Regions from separate parts of the Mus musculus genome. Here region 1 is linked to region 2. A link is a contact called in public ChIA-PET data. All regions are on one chromosome and are shown on one strand. Each heading gives the region's core, a stretch centred on a gene start, on an enhancer-like site or on the middle of the called end of the contact. The rest is flanking DNA. Distances are from core to core; before and after follow the strand shown. Region 1 overlaps Frmd4b (FERM domain containing 4B). Region 2 overlaps Frmd4b (FERM domain containing 4B).

Region 1 (2,700 bases), core at 191-2,690, 86 kb after region 2:
CTCAAAATATTGGCTTCTGAAGTTTATTAAAGAAAGGTGCCTTCATATATATATATATATTTCCAAAAAGAATTTAACAGCCAACTCTTATGAGCTTGGCTGGACCTATTTTTGACATCGTTGCCTTGAAAGTTTAATATATACAAACCCTACAGGAGAAAGTGCCCATGAATATCACAGGAGGTCAAGGCTAAGAATCCAGAGAGCACTGGAATTAGCTTATTTATTAAAAATAAAGTATTCCTCTCTTTAGTAAATATTTGCAAAACACCTAACACTTTATTTTTTCCTGAGATTATGATTCTGTGATTATTTGAGGTTGATGATTTAACAGTAACTTCTGGGGTTGGAGTCTCTTTATACTCTCTGTGTTTGCAGAATTAGAAAACACCTGCACACAGCCAAGAGGAAGGCAAAGCACGTTTTAAGTTAAACACTAAGAAAGACCGGGAATGAAAGGGTTGGGAGTGGGAGAGAGACTGAGACACAGAGAGACACACAGGGACAGAGAAATAGGGAAAGAGGGAGACACACTTTTGCTTTTTACTCCTAAGAAACCCAAGAAAATCAAACAAAAACAGGTCCTACTACCTTAAACTTTAGTGGATAAGAATGGGGAGAAGAGGGGCTGATGGATAAGCAATGCCTGGCAAATGGTAAAAGGCATCAAGAAAGAAAGTGAATGGAGCTGTCAACATCTGCCAGGAAAAGCAGGATACCTTCCAGAGCCCAACCACAGGCCCTGGCAGGAAATGGCAATCACTTGGCATGCAGTGAGGGCTGCAGGGGTGCCAGCCTCTCACCTTGGGGTGGGCACAGAGGCTTCTGGTCATGGGTAAGTTTCAAAACGGCCCCTGGGTGTGTCTGCTTTCCTGTCCACTCTGTCCCTAACACATACCTCTCATGAGATGATCCTCAGACGAGCCACACAAGTGTACTCTGTAGCACTTTGCGCTGACTCATTGTTTTCAATAAGGAAAGAGTTTACACACACATGCAAATATCAATCCAGAAGGCATTTTTCCAGAATGAGCCTTCCATAGTTTTCCAAAATACAAGCAACGCCCCCTCCACCAGACAGAGCTGCAGGAACTCTGCTGGAGCTGTTCATCACAAACACCTCCTACCTGCTCCACCCCAGAGCCACCAATGTGTTCAGCAAGCACACCCACAGGCTTATCAGACAATTACTTCCTGGAGCTCACACCAGGAGTGAGCACTGTTCCAGAGGACAGCAAGGTTGTAGTCCCTCCCTCCCTCCCACTAGTGTCCAGCCTGGAAGGTACAAATGAGCACATCTGTAGACTCATAAAGACAGAGATGCTAACAGTCATGGAGAAAAATATTGTGGGTATGAGAATGTCAATAGCAACGGGTTGTATTCTGGGTAGAGGACATCTAAAGATAACCCTGCAGGAAATGAAGGCAGAAGAGCATTGTGCACTGCTGTAGGGGGGTGAGATGGGGGGATTGAGGTTGTAGGAAGAGAACACTACACAGAGTGAAGGCTTGGACGTTGTACTGGGGATGGCAAGACAGTATCACTGAGAGGCAGATGGGACAGCATTAGGGATAAGACTCAGAGGTGGGTGTGTTGGCTGGGCCTTGGGTGGAGTTGGGAAGACCACCATGGAGGTACTCATCATAGGAGTCCTTGTGGGATAATAAAGGTAAAACTATTTCTTAGTGTCCCAACGTGGCTGGGATGACGGCTGGGCAGGACAGTGGCTTGTTCTGAACTACTCTGAAATGGCCTCTCTGGTGGCAAGGTTGGGAACAGGCTATAGGGAGAGACTGCCAGGAGAGACCCATCAGGAAGGTGCTGCACAGGTCCAGCTGAGACAGGAAGGGGTGAGAAGGGAAGCTGGCACAGAGCAGTGGGGTTGAAGGTGGAGAAAATTGATGTTCACTGTGAAGGCGGAGCCAGGTAGGTATGTGGTGGGACTGTGGAAGAGAAAGTTCCGCTGGGAGGATGTGGCTGCCATCTTCTACAGGGGAGCGGGTGTAGGGGAAGAGACCAGGCGCTACAATGTGGGTAGCAAGTTTAAGATAAAAAGTCAGTGAAAGAGTGCAAGCAGCTCAAAATACACCCAAATTTTATCAGAAAAGGCAAACCAACTAGAAAGCAAGCTCTGTGAGGGCAGGCACTTTTCCTCACTGTGTGTCCACAGTTTAGACTCCAGTTGAGGTGTAGTGGGTTCTTGGTAAATATTTGCTGAATTAAGGAAAATGTAATTTCTACACTGTGTGTGTATGTGTGCATGCATATCTGAATACACATGTGGAAGGCAGAAAACATGGCCAGCTGTTATTCCCAGATACTGCCCATGTTGTTGTGCTAAGACAGGGTCTCTCATTGGCCTGGACTTGCTAAGTAGGCTAGGCTGGCTGGCCAATGAGCATCAGTGATATGCTTGTGTCTACCTCCCCAGTTCTGGGATTATACTCTATGCCTGCCTTGCTGCTGCTGTTGCTATTTTGTTTCAATGTAGGTTCTGGAGCCCCAACTCAGGTGCTGGAGCCTCCGCTTGTGCCTTCAAGGTGAACACTTCACTGACTAAGCCACCTCATCAACCCCCATAGTCTACACTTTCAATGGCTTCCCATCACACTGGGTGAACATTCTAAAACAGCCGGGGATCCTGCTGTCTCCTTCCTATGCTATGTGGGTTCCAAGGACCAAACTCAGGTCACCAGGTT
Region 2 (2,700 bases), core at 96-2,595:
ATTTGTTGTCTTTTAAGTCAACATCTCAGTTTATCCCAAACTGACTTGAACTCTCTCTGTAACTCTGGCTCAGCCCTGCTCAAACCCGTGTTTACCCTTCTACTTAGTACCTTGACTTCCCAAGTGCTTAGATTAAAGGTCTGGGCTACTATATCCATTCTAAGGATTTTGTGCCTTTTAAAAGGACTTATTCATTTTATGTATAGGAGTACCCTGTGGCTGTCTTCAGACACACCACAAAGGACATGGATCCTAGTACAGATGGTTGTGAGCCACCATGTGGTTACTAGGAGGACCTCTGCAAGATCAGTCAGTGCTCTTAATCACTGAGCCATCTCTCCAGCCTGATTTTGTGCATTCTTAACATGAAATCTCAACACAACCCCATCAAGTCAAAATGAGGAACAGAATTGAAAAAGGTTATTCCTAAACTCCTGTGTCTGCTCTGGAATTCACATTTTCTTAAAGGCAATTTTAACACATTATTCATTCTGCAGGTTGAACACAACCAAAATCCCAGGGGCTTTTCTAGTTATGTGTGCAAACAGTCCACTGAAAGTCTTATTTATGGGGACTGAATTTTCACTCCTTCCACATTCTGAGTCCATGGATGGAGAGGGGCAAGGGTCCACGAGTCTACTCATTAATAATGAGCATTTGGGGAGCCAGGGAGATGCTTCCGTAGCTGAAAGAACTTGCTGTGAAAACACGATGAACATAGAACACGTGGGTAAACCAGACATGATGATGAGTGTCTGTAATTGCAATGCTCCTATGGTGAGAAGTGAGACAGACAGTAGAATTCCCTAGACTTATTCATTTTATGTATAGGAGTACCCTGTGGCTGTCTTCAGACACACCACAAAGGACATGGATCCTAGTACAGATGGTTGTGAGCCACCATGTGGTTACTAGGAGGACCTCTGCAAGATCAGAAACCCCAGGGCCAACAGACCAGGCACCAACACTCCAGTCTCAAAACACATGAGACCTCACCTCCAACAGGATGGAGGATAAAGATTGATATTCAAGTGTGTCTTCACACATGAACGCATACACATACACATCATAAAAACACACATAAAAAAATTCTTCTTTTTAGTGTGGGGGTTGGGTAGGGTCTCACTACATAGCTCTGTGTGGACCAATTTGGCCTTGAAACTCACAGAGCTCTGCCAGCCTCTGCCTCCCTAGTGCAGGAATTGAAGTCATGCATTGCCGCTCCCTGCTCCCACCCCCTGTTTAAGTAATAATGAGTATTTGGCATAAACATGACAGAGGTATTCACAGGTCGTGTGATGAGAACTGACACCCTAACCTCACCCACGCTGTCCTGAGAGAGCTCTCTGTGGAAGAGGTTAGGCACCATTTTAAACCACAGAGCTAGCCCAGGCCCAAAGTAGCCCTCACACTGAAACCTCGCCTCAGAAAAGAGGTTACGATCAAAGGTTACGGTCAAAACATACTAAGGTTTGCAATGTGTTTTCTCACACTGCAAACTGCACCTGCAGATGAGAGCTAGCAAACAGAAACATCCCATCATGGGCAGTGTTTAATATAGCCATACAGGAAGTGGGGATGTGTCAAAAAGACTGCTAGGGTAGATTTTCTTTCTTTTTCTTCTTCTTTTCCAAAGGAAACCGGTTTCATTTTTCTTGATGTTTAATTGGAATTTAAAATGTCAGAAGAAACATTAAGAAACCCACTGAGCATCTCTAGAGATAAACAGCCATACACCAATACAGCCCACCACAGGCTTCAAGAGGATCCTGCTGGTTGAACACGCTTTTACATGTTCTCGGGTCCAGCCATGGCTGAGTTTGGTTTGCGCACGGGCACTTCAAAACTGAAGCCTAAAGAACCTGCTTTCCAATGCTGGAGAGATGCCCAGTGGTTAAGAGCTCTGACTGCTCTTCTAGAGGATGTGGGTTCAATTCCCAGCACCCACATGGAAGCTTACAACTGTCTGTAACTCCAGGATCCAACACCCTCACGCAGACATGCATACAGGCAAAACATCAATGCACATAAAATTAAAAAAAAAAAAACCTTAAAAACGTAGAAAGAACTTGCTTTCTGCTGGCTGTGCTGGCACACGCTTGTAATCCTACCATGCAGGAGGCTGAGGCAGGATTATAAATTGGAGGCCAGCCTGGGCTACATAATCAGACCTTGTCTTAAATAAACAAACACTAGCTCTAATTTCCTTTTGTTTTGTGATAGGGTATCTGGAATCACAAATTAATCTCAAACTGATTGCATAGCTGAGCAGGACCTTGAGCTTCCAATTCTCCTGCCTCTACCTCTCTAGTGTACAGTTACATTCCTGTGCTCCCAAGCCTGGTTTGTGCAGTGCAGTGCAGTGTCTCGGGCCCAGTGTACACCAGCTCAGCACTCAATCAACAGATCTACTTATCCTAAGCCCATGCTAGCTTTCTATAAGGAGACAACTGATCTTTATTTAACGCCTAAAATATTAGAGGAAATCTATGGGCATTTGATTTTAAAAATTAGACTGGCAGTGAAATTCTTCTTTCTACAAAAACTATTATTAATCTTTTTAAAGAATAATTTTAGTGCTGAGAGTGGTAGTGTACACCTTTAATCCCAGCAGAGGCAAATAGATCTCTGTGAATTAAAGGCCAGCCTGGTTTACATAACAAATTCCAGGCCAGCCAGGGCTATATAGTGAGATTCTAT

The links. ChIA-PET counts read pairs in DNA pulled down with a chosen protein or histone mark.
Region 1: an RNA polymerase II ChIA-PET map of memory CD8 T cells shows a contact between it and region 2, with 17 read pairs. The contact joins two enhancer-like sites. A contact is called at or near these places in 6 of 115 datasets of contacts at active chromatin or transcription factors (bone marrow-derived macrophages, effector CD8 T cells, embryonic stem cells and 2 more) and 2 of 9 other capture datasets (adipose tissue and liver).

Annotation. Positions count from the first base shown.
Region 1 is chr6:97,471,926-97,474,625 of GRCm38.p6, forward strand. All of the region lies in intron 1 of Frmd4b (FERM domain containing 4B), which reads right to left. Among named protein-coding and RNA genes, the nearest start is that of Frmd4b, 15 kb to the right of the region's middle. Within about 2 kb of position 1,441, at least 44 of the 459 cell types and tissues checked have an H3K27ac peak or open chromatin away from gene starts, as enhancers often do. A contact at or near this core is called in effector CD8 T cells and memory CD8 T cells, where this site is marked.
Region 2 is chr6:97,386,181-97,388,880 of GRCm38.p6, forward strand. The region is part of intron 5 of Frmd4b (FERM domain containing 4B); the gene reads right to left. Among named protein-coding and RNA genes, the nearest start is that of Frmd4b, 100 kb to the right of the region's middle. Within about 2 kb of position 1,346, at least 15 of the 459 cell types and tissues checked have an H3K27ac peak or open chromatin away from gene starts, as enhancers often do. A contact at or near this core is called in effector CD8 T cells and memory CD8 T cells, where this site is marked.